Regions from separate parts of the Mus musculus genome. Here region 1 is linked to region 2. The links are chromatin contacts, called in public HiCAR-type maps. All regions are on one chromosome and are shown on one strand. Each heading gives the region's core, a stretch centred on a gene start, on an enhancer-like site or on the middle of the called end of the contact. The rest is flanking DNA. Distances are from core to core; before and after follow the strand shown.

Region 1 (5,149 bases), core at 505-3,004, 550 kb before region 2:
CTGCTTCCTGGCTAGCATGGAGTGAATTGCTCTATTGTGGCACACCTCCTTACAATGGGACTGACACCTCCAAAACCAGGAACCACAATAATAATCCCTTCCTTTACGTTGTTTTCTCAGATAGTTTGGCCATAGTCATCAGTAGCAATTGCCACTCTTGGCTCTGCCCACGGAATCTTGGTTCCTTCATCTCTAATGCCCAGTAAGGACACCTGGAGCTAGTCCATGGAGACGGCGAGGAGGGAAGAGAGAATATGACATAAAAGATCTTGTATGCTATCCTGGTTAGCTTTCTGTCACGTTGACATAAGCCAGAGTCACCCGGGAAGAGGAACATCAATGAAGAAAATGCCTCCATCAGATTTGCCTGTTAGCAAGTCTGTGGGCATTTATTTTCTTGATTACTAATTGATGTTAGAAGGCCGTGCCACCCTGGGCAGGTGGTCCTGGAGTGTGTAAGAAAGAACACCGAGCAAGCTGTGGAAAAGAAGCCAGTAAGTAGCGTTCCTCTCTGTCCCTCTGCTTCACTTTCTGCTTATGGCGTTCCCTCTTTCAGTTCCTGCCCTGACGACCCTCACTGATGACTGTGACCTGAGAGCTTAAGTTAGAATGAACTCTTTTCTCTCCACGTTACTTTTGGCCACAATGGGGTGTTTTGTTGTTGTTTGTTTTGTTTTGTTTTTGTTTTTGTTTTTTTACCACAGCAATAGAACCCCTAACGAAGCCATATGGCTTAGGAATGATTGGGCATAAATGCATCTTAATCACTTAGACTTTCCACTCGACTAGGCTCTCCTGGTATGTCTTAAGTGACAGACCCAGTAATCTCGGTTCCTGTAACATGGGTGTCATGGGATGGAGACCTCTACTGCCTAGAGCGGGGAGATGTGCTAGATAGATCACAGCAGCCTTACTGAATCACCCATGGTTCATAGGACACAAACACTGACTACAAACACCACCATACTTGCCCAAGAGCCCCAGCTAAGTAAAAGGACTTCAGCCCCTTCCAGGGACTTTATCAATACACCCTTTTTGTGTGGAATAAAACACCTCTTGCCCACGACTTGGGGCAAAGATTGTAAAAAAGTACTACTACTAATAATAATGATCTTGAGGGGGAAGAAAACACAACAGGGCTCCTAACGGCTCCCCACACAGCGCAGACTGTGTGGAAGCTAAGAGAGGCACTGATATCTTAGTCTTTTACAGCTCCATACAGCTTAGATTTCTTACCACAGCTATGCATTGTTTCATCCTAAGACATGGAAACAACGGTCCGGTGCTCAGGGGCATGCTCTGTGGAAACTGCCCAGAGAACCTTCTCCACAAAATAAAATAATTTAAAAAATCTTTCTTTTTGGGAAATTACTTCCTGTAGGAAGCCCTTCCAGGTGGAGCCTGCCACTGCTATTTCTGCAAGAGCTGCCCTTTGCCTTACCTGAGTGATGAACTTTGCTAATCCAGCCTACTACTAACCAACCCACCCTAGAGCTACAGCATCAGTAACAACTCAGTAAAAGGCCTGGGGAGCAAGGCCTACAAACAGTGCGAGCGAGGTGCCTGCTTGGTCTGAGCATTTCTCTCGAGGAGGCCAACAGTGTGTTACCAGTTTTGGCCTCCTGTCTTGTCTTTATGACATGTGTTCTGGTGGGACCAGAGCCAAGGGAGCCAAGAAACGCTCCAGAGGCCTGACCCAGGCTCAAAGTTCTGGGAAGCCTTCCCTCTACATGTGACTTCTTAGCTGGGAACTGGAAGATGAGGAGACAGGCTGATGAGGTGAGAGGGCTGGGGAGGAGGCTCCGTGGATTTGGGCTGAGCACACAGGCAGGCTCTGAAGAATACAATACTTAGTTCCCAAGGATAGGAGAGGAGGCCCAGCCTTCAGGAGCCTCAGAGCCTCGAGGGCAGGCATAGGATGGGGCCAAGTCACGTGATGTCTTAAAGAGTGTGGGATTTTAAACTTTTCCCTGAGAACAGTTCAAAGTTCTGGAGAGATTTCTCCTAATGGGCTTATTCCACTTTGCCCCACTGGGTCCAAACTCAATTCCTGGCAATTAATGGGCACCTTGTGATCAGCTTCATAGCAGAACCAAGCCACCCCAGAGAAGATCCTCTAAGCAAGGTGACATATGTCGCCTCTTCCCCGCTCTCTTTGTCTTTTGCTATCTAGTATAGAACATAAAATCTACCCAGGGAACTGTGGCAAGGAAGGCAAACTAAGTTAACTCTTCCGGCCTCACAGTCTTGCCCTGAGCTTCAAAATGGACATTGGATACCGCCACCCTGACCAGTGAGACAAGCAAATTAAAACTGGTGGGTCAGGAGTGGCTGGGGGTTTGCCAAGGACCCCCTGGCAGGTCCCAGGTACTCTGAGCATCATGCTTTGGCCGGTAGTCAAGGAAGGATCCCCCCAATCTCCTGTCTAAAATATGTATTTATAGGTTTAATTATGTGAATTCACTTGCCCTTTGCTCAAAGAAAGTAGATACAGGGGCATTTTAATGCTCCACAGAAATGAAACTGTGTTGAAGCCAGCCTGACCTCAGACCGAATGTCAGAGCCGTTGGATTTTTTCAGCAGAAACATAATACTTTTTATAGAATGGGAAGTCAATTGAGAAATCATAAAAAAAAAAAAAAAAAAAAGTAGAGTTGGGAAGGGCTTTGTGCTCACCAGGGTTAGGTCCCTAGAGCCACTGTAGCCTTGTTCCCTGTGGGGAAGGGTCTAATGTTTTGTCCACTTAAGTTTTAAATATCTCAACCAATGGCTCATTCCTGGGAATACCTCTCCCGGGGCGCTAGATCTGGCCCTGCCTGTCAAGGCCCCTTCCTTGCTCCTCCATCTCACTCAGCTCAATGATATAGACAGGCATCTGCAGCGTTTGAAGCAAAAAAAGCCTTGCCTTTCTTTCCCTTTCATCTCCATTTCTCCTACCTGTGGAAACTTCCAGATCTGGAACGGGGCGGGAAGGAAGAGGCAGAGAAAGGAGGCAAGCTGAATATTTGTTCTGAAAGCGGCCATTACAAGAAGCCAAACCCCAGGCCTGGAGCCGACATTTCAGCTTTGGGAACAGGCAGGATCCATGGAACCTGCCTCACTGAAAGCTCAAGGAACCAGCTCAGAGCGGAGCTGCCTCTCGCCGCAGTAGCTGGGACAGAAGGTGGCAGCACAGCACCAGGCTGTAAGGTCTGCAGTCGTTGGAAGCTGGGGACCATCCTAACCCTTCCGGGCGTCCAGATCCCTCCTCTAGCGTCAAGAGTGTCCTGCTTAGGCTAGGAGTGACCCAAAAATCAGCTTTTAAAAGGCAAACCTCAAACATCCAGAAGTGTTCGAACGTGGTCGATTTTCTATGTAAAAACATCATGTTGCTAGAGTTTAAAAGATTCCAAATGGGGTCATAGGGAGGATCCCAAAGGACTTAAACATATAAAGTTACCCTCTTATCCCATGTAGGTAATTTTTAAATAAATTCAGAATACGTGCATCTTTCTTCCTTTGCGCTCTACAGCACTTCTCCAGCCATCTCTGAATTTCCCTTTGGTGTTCCTGTTTTCATTTGCTGATTTAAAAAAAAAAAAAAAAAAAAAAAAAACTTGTTTGGTAGTGTTTGCATGTAGTCCTTCCAAAGCAGGGATCCACACAGTAAGCACTTCTGACTCAAGAGCTGGACCCCTGCTGGGGAGCCAATTAAATGCACTGCCCACCAGGGAGAGTGTGATATTTTTTATTACTTTCTAATTTCGGGCCCTGAAATGGCTTCAGTGATCAGAACGTTTTTTTCTGCCTTAGAAACCTAAAGGAGCCAGCGAAACGATGCCTTTGATTTGTATTTTATTTATATCGGTCCATACTGGCCAAGTGCACACTAAGGATTTCCCTGGGGCCTCAGAGGGTTGCAGGAGTGGAAAAGCAAGACAAAGAAAAAAAAAAAAAAAAAAAAAAAAAAGCACAAAACTTTCTCACCCAGTCGCCTCTGCAGAGCAGGGAACTGTCAGGAACACTGGGAAAGGCTTTTTTGAGAAGTCGGTGAACTGAGAAAAAATGGATAGAAGAATTGGAACAAAACCATTTCAGTGGATTTAAATCTATTTAAACGACAATAGTAAATCAAAGCCATGCCTCTTTCTCATTACCAGTGGCCCCAGTGGTAGGGCCTCATAAATGCTGGCTAAGAAAGACTTGTGTTCCTTTCTAAATACATTCACAGGAAGCCCCACCCAACCCAAGGTGCAAGGATGCTTGCTTCTAAACTCCTGTTTGTTTTGCGTTTCCTTCTCTTCTAAAAAGCATCAGCTTCCAGCAGAAAAGCTTCGAAGGGGCAAGGAGGAGATCCAAACAGACGCTAATGAGGAAAAGAGAAAGTGAAGTCAAACTCTCCCTGAATGCCTGGATGTTTATTTATTTATCTTTGCAACAAGCAAGGATGCTTTAAAATCTAGAAGCACTCCTGGATAAAGCAAACCAGACCAAGTAGCTCACAAAACACCAGAAGCTCAAATTCTGAGCTGTTCCAAATCCTATTCACCTGCCAATGGGGTCTTGGCTGAAAGTCCTCGTCTTTTGTTTTTTCTTTTGTTTTTGTTTTTCCCTTTTTTCTTTTCCTTTTCTCCCGACTCACTGTTTAGCCAGAAGGTAATTCTGAATGCTTATGGGGGAGGGGGGACATTCCTACTAGCTAGTGCTCCCCTTAAAAACAGGAGCTGTTTCAATTCCCATTAAGCTGCTCTCTATGATGTAAAGTCTTTTAATGAACAGTCAGCTCGCGTTGAGACTATACGTGTCGAACCCTGCTCGCTAACAATTTTCATAAAATGTGATTCAAGAATTAAAAATTGCAGTGCTCTAAGAAGGTGGCTACTGTATGTTATTAGACAATGCTCTGCCAAGGCAATCTTTCCTATCTCTTACGCAGAAATCCCATGGGAACAAAACTGTTTACTCTGATTGTGTACAGCCTCTGCAAGTACCACTTTATCATAGGATTTAAAGTTCAACAACTTAGCAGACAGTATTTATTATTTAAGGAAAGGCTAAGTGTTTCTTCTGGGCTTCTCCGACTTCAAAATCACAAAGCAACCCCTCTCCTCTCTCTGCTTCCCTTCTTTCTGTTCCCTTCCTTTTCCCTCCCTTCTTTCCCTCCCTTTTC
Region 2 (5,693 bases), core at 2,474-4,973:
TCCCTCTCCAGGGTGGCAGACCTGCTCCCAGCTGGAAGTCATTCCACGGTTTCCTAACAATGGGGCGTCACGCTGGGCAAGCAATTTGTTTTAATTATGTAAATCACTTCATTCTCTTTGCAAACATCTAATAGAGAGCTTCAAGGCTTTACAGGTCGGAGCAGAAGACACAAGACAGAGGTGAAGGGGACTCTTTTGGAGAGGTTTGGCTTGTCCTTGAGGGGGTGGGGATGAAGGAGGACACGAGGCGGGGAGGGGTACAGACTACAAGAAGGAAGTCTCATACTCCCTGGTGCTGAGACACAAGTGTTCCCATCACATGGCCCAGAATGGGGGGAGGCGAGCTGGGGACAGCGAACCGCTGAAGACTGTGTCCTGCTCTGCCTCTGTAGGTGCACTATATAGGTGAGGTCTTTACTACAAAGGAGACCCAGACGTCAGCAGCCACGCACCTGCACGTCACCTTTGTGAAGGTGCCTGTGACAGTGCAGTCCCTGTAAGGTGCTAAGGAACCAGAGCATCATCTCTGCATGTCATGGGTGGGATTTGTGTTCATGACCACGTGGTTAAAGACCCCAAGTGTTAAAATGACCACTGTTTTCACCAGCACCTCTGTGCAGTGTCCCCCTGCACTGTGCTGCATGATCCACACCAAACCTTTCTTTCAGTCAATACTGCTACGTCTTAAGGACAAGGGTAAGGAGAGCTCCTATACTAACTCGTTTCTCTACCTCTGCCCCTCCCCCATCTTTGGGGGTGTACTCAAGCTAGAACTCAGGGTCCTGATCACTGCTGAACTGGGTTCATAGCTCTTGCTTCTCACTCTGTAGCCCAGGCTGGTCTTGAACTCACAGTCCTCTTCGCTCCCGAGTACTGGAACTTACAACGGTGTTTCGCCACGGCCAGGCCAGCTTGTGTTCCTAATCTGTAAGACATTATTTCATTCTAAACACTGAATAGACCATTAACTTATGTATTAAGCTTGCAATTACCTGCTGCCCCCAGGGGAGGAAGGGACCCTCAGGAAGCAAAATGGCCAGTTGATTAAGGTTTGGATTAAAACCAGGCCCTGAAAGGAGGCAACATGTGAGCTCAGCTCACACTTAGGTTGGAGCCCAGGCACTAAGGAAACAAGGCTAGCTACAGCTGGTCTTGTTACCAGAGGCTGAAAAAAGCCGAGCTTGAGCCAGCCCTGGAAAACTGACACATCATTTCCTTGCTAGGAAGACTCCATGGCAAGCTTTTGAACTTTGCTTTGGAGGGCATCTCAAACACACATATTTGAATGCAATAGTTACATCTTCCTCACCAAAACGCAACTTCCACGGCTTTAAGGAAGTGTGCCCTTGCCTTCTATCCCACCCAAGTTGCCTGCCTCTAAACAGACCACACAGCTTCCCACAATGCTGACCAATCAGTGTGTGGGCATAGCCATATGTGTATATACTGGCATGTGTGTAAATCTGTACGTGTTACACGGGTATGTGTATGCGTCCCTATGGACGAATGTGAGGGATCCACCCCCCTTTACGGGAGGATCCTAGGACCTGCTAGCTGGGGAGCACCAGATACCAGGTTCTTACAGCAACGGCTCTGTTCTACCGAGAAACCCAAAGACGAGATCTGAGCCTGTTTGTGGCCTTTAGGGAGGTCTATGAACAGGCATTTACAGTTATCTTGTCATAATTGCCTTTATCAGGGAGAGCTGGGCCTTATCAAAGCCCTGGCTGCTACCTGTTGAGTCTTTCATTATTCGTGTCCTGCCCTCACACTCCAGGCATGATTTATAAGCAGTCAGTTTTAAATCTCTGCTCCTGCTTCTCCCCACAAAAGACTCTCTCCATAGCCTATGGTTTCCTTCACAGCTTATGGTTTCCCTCATGCCTGGCTTTGGTAAGATGTGGTGCCATCCCTCAGCACACCATGACTGTCCTCCAGTTTGTCCCTTGCCTCGTGCACACTCTTTCCTTCTCTCGTATCTCCAGAGCTGGCCTAGTGTCCCGAGTCTTCTTGCATGCTTGCTCCTGCCACGGAGCTCCGAACAAGCTCTCAGCCAGGATGGCCTCAACCTCAGCAACCCCATCTCTCCTCCCACTGCGCTGAGGTCAGAGATCATGGTGCTTCGCCTACAGCCACTGTGTCCTCAGCACCACGGAGAGTCAAGCATGCAGGAGATACTCACTACGTAAGTCTCAACAAGGTAAAACCAAAGAAATATCACACTTAACAGGAGGAGAAATAGAACAGACAGGTTAAAGTGTGAGCTGCCAACTAGGGAGAACTAGGCTGTTGAAGTGACAATTTGACAGGGCTAGCCTCAGTTATTGAATGATCTCACACACACACACACACACATACACACACACACACACACACACACAAGCGTGCGCGCATATGTGCATATGTATAGCGATGCACCTTTCTTCTCACTATCAGGTTAGTGAAGATGAAGGTGAGTTCTGATGCCCAGCAAGGACAGTGGACTAGCTGTTGCTGTAGAAATAAGGCAAGTGCAGTTTTTCCTGAATAAAATTTAGCATTAGTTTGAAATTTTAAATTGTTCCAACAAATGCCAACCAAAGAAATCAGGTTTACATTAGTACACGTGCACACGGGAACATGGAAACACAAGAGTGTGCATTACAGCTGTCCCTAGCTATAATCTGGAAGTAATGCAAATACTCACTGTATAAGCAAATTATGCACAAAACCACTGAATACCATGTTGCTAACCAAATGATGCTGACGTGAGTTACTGAATGTGGCACAATAACATAAAAAAATCAACCTAATTAAAATTATTTTTTATTATGTATGTGTGTGTATCTATATATCTATGTCTGTCTATCTATATATCCATCACCAGAAAGATATTTTTATATATATTCAGCCTAAGGAAGGACTAGTGTTTCCACCAGTCTGTATAGTAAAAAGAGGAAATAAAATTTAAAAACTGAGTTCATTGGAAGCAGAACACAAGTAGGAAGGCCAACCACTTCTGTAAAAACAAAATCAACTGACGATTATTCTCAGAATACGAGCCTTGCATTATTCACTGTTTGGAAGAGCTGGGCTTAGGTCACCTCCGCTTCCAGATGACCAAGAGCCAAGATCGTCTACAGCTGGGGCTACAACAGTCGCATCAGGTACTGCAGGCACTGCCTGGTGTTAAGTAGCTGTCCTGACAGCACACAGGCAAGAGCATCCAAGAGTTACTGGCACATCTAAAAATTCCTAAGGGAGGGTGGGTGACCTACGGGAGGGTGGAAAGCAGCATCTCTAGGGTGTGGGCTGGCGTAGCGTTTCAGACACAGTCACGGCTGTTTAAAAATTATCCTTCCATTTCCTTGTTTTCCCTCTCCTCCGGGGTGTCTCAAGAAAGACTGCTGTGGCATGAACCAAATGGATAAAACCCCATCTTTCAGGGATTAGATGACGGCTGTGCAAGCCAAGGCCATCACATGCTCTTGGGGTCACATGACAGTAGGTAATAAAATGGTAAGACTGAGGCCACAATGCTTTAATGACCCTTTGGGTATATCTGAATAAAACTGACTGAGAGCTAAATTGTGACAAGGCAGAAATCTAAAGTAGATTTGACAAAAGGGGATTTAAATCAGTGAGATGATGCTGATAAAGAGAGCAGACTTTCCTAACACAGGGCTGTAAACCTTGGCAACTGGGAGAAGGCATGCAGGCGTCAGTGTTAAAGCAGGGCCACAGACACGCTTCCAGGGCTCGGCAGAGGCAGGAGAACTGGACTGAGCACGTCATCAGGGTGGAGCGTAAAGCTATCTCTGCCTGGTTATGAGACAGAGGCACATTCTCAGTTGACCAAGGAGGCTACACACTCGGTCATTGACTCTGCTCACCAAAGTGGCACTGGCAGTGGCTTTCTGAGTGGAGTGCCAAGTAGGGGGAGCTGTTTGAGTGGTGAGATTTCGGGGCCCAAAGGCAGGGTGTGCTGCTGTCCCAAACTATCCCCTAGCTAGGACTCAATATTATTATTTAAAAGATTTAAAGAAATGTATAGATGTGTGTGTGCGCGCGGGCATGTGCGTGCCTGCCTTCCTGCCTGCCTGCTTGTCTGCATGTCTGTCTGTGCATGTCAATACAGGTGCCCACGGAGGCCAGAGGCGTCAGATCCCTTGGAGCTAGACCTTCAGATGACTGTAACATGGATGCTGGGAATCACTCAGGTCCTTGGGAAGAACAAGTCCTCTTAACCTTAAGCCTTCTCTCCAGTCCATTACTGCCACTAATTATCATCATCATTGCTATTATTGTAAACCTAACCTTGCTGCAGGTCTGTTGGTGGGGCTGAGTTGAATCACTGAGATTTAAATGCTTTGGTCCCCCACAAGTGTGGGAGACATGCGCGGCCCTGACACCTAAGGGGCCTGCTGTTGGGACATAGCACTTAACTTAATTCTTAGGGCAGCAAGAGGGATACGGCCTCGATTTCAAGTAAAACAAACAACCCTCCCCCAATTCAACCAACCAATCAACCAACCAACCACCACCACTAAAACCCCTCAAACCATTCATTTTCAGGCAACAGTGAGACTCCCATTCATGCAACTCTTCTGGGTAGATATTAATGAGAACTCGGAATACTGAAGCTAATGACTGTGTGTCTCTTACATAATTATAATGACCTGTAGTCCATTCTAAATGCCAAATTAACTGATTAAGATGAATCCTGTTGTAGTTATAAAACCCTAATTCAAATCTCCTGCCCAATGGCACTTGCAGAAACTAACTATATTTAAAGAGATTTTGCAGAGAGTGTGACTTCAGATTTGCTTTAAGTCTTACCCATGCCTCTATTCCAACTGTGAGAACACACCATCTTCCTGCTTCTGGTTGCTGAGTGTTGCCTCAACACTCAAGAAAAACAAAACCAAGACAATCAAGCAACCGATGCCCCTGGTGTTGTCCACCTTCCCCTTGGAAGCCATTGTCCTGGCCTTTTTTGGCTCAGCCTTGAGCGCTATGGCTGTAGGGCTGCGTGTGGACCATCAGAGCCACCAGCCCTGAGAGTAGCCATGAGGCTGTGGCCCCTGAAGCCACAGGAAATCAGAGAAGCAGGAGCCTTGGGGTCAGGACTCAGTCACTGCTCAGCTTGGAAACATGCACCCACCAGCACCGAAACCTTCCCATCCATTTTATTTAAGATACTTTAAATGCAACTGAGGGTGTGGGAAGAGATGGCTCAGTGGGTGACACTTGTCACCAAGGCGAAGACCTGAGCTCAATCCCTGGAATCTACAGGATAGAAGGAAGGGACCAACTCTTGCAAATTGTACTCTGACCTCCAAATGCATGTCTAAGCAACCCCTACCCCCTCCCATGAATAACAAAATATAATCAACTTTAACTCTAGAAAATAACATTATAACATGTCTAGTACAACAACCATTGGTCTTCTCTGTAAAGGAAGAAAGGAGACAGTGTAATTCTGTCCGGCTGTTAACGAGTATATCATGATGCTCATTGTAAAGCTACTGAACTTACAGGGTAGATGTTCAGAAAACAAAATCCTTACAGTAACAAATCTCTTCCACCTGTCCGTCTGTCTGTCTGTCCACCCACTCATCCTGCCTGTCAGATGTTTATTTACCTCTCTAGTATCTGTTCATCTCTGCCTGGGTGAGGGGGGAAAGTGCTCACTGTCACTGGTGAGCAAGACA

What was found. HiCAR-type assays count read pairs that join an accessible place to other places.
Region 1: a HiCAR-type map of fibro-adipogenic progenitors shows a contact between it and region 2, with 6 times the contacts expected there. The contact joins two enhancer-like sites. A contact is called at or near these places in 2 of 484 Hi-C or Micro-C datasets (the N1E-115 cell line and cortical neurons), 7 of 115 datasets of contacts at active chromatin or transcription factors (astrocytes, embryonic basal ganglia, embryonic limb bud and 4 more) and 1 of 9 other capture datasets (embryonic stem cells).

Annotation. Positions count from the first base shown.
Region 1 is chr19:56,132,341-56,137,489 of GRCm38.p6, reverse strand. No RefSeq gene overlaps it. Among named protein-coding and RNA genes, the nearest start is that of Gm31965, 20 kb to the left of the region's middle. Within about 2 kb of position 1,754, at least 42 of the 459 cell types and tissues checked have an H3K27ac peak or open chromatin away from gene starts, as enhancers often do. A contact at or near this core is called in the N1E-115 cell line and fibro-adipogenic progenitors, where this site is marked.
Region 2 is chr19:55,583,536-55,589,228 of GRCm38.p6, reverse strand. The region is part of intron 7 of Vti1a (vesicle transport through interaction with t-SNAREs 1A); the gene reads right to left. Among named protein-coding and RNA genes, the nearest start is that of Gm41871, 110 kb to the left of the region's middle. Within about 2 kb of position 3,723, at least 22 of the 459 cell types and tissues checked have an H3K27ac peak or open chromatin away from gene starts, as enhancers often do. A contact at or near this core is called in the N1E-115 cell line and fibro-adipogenic progenitors, where this site is marked.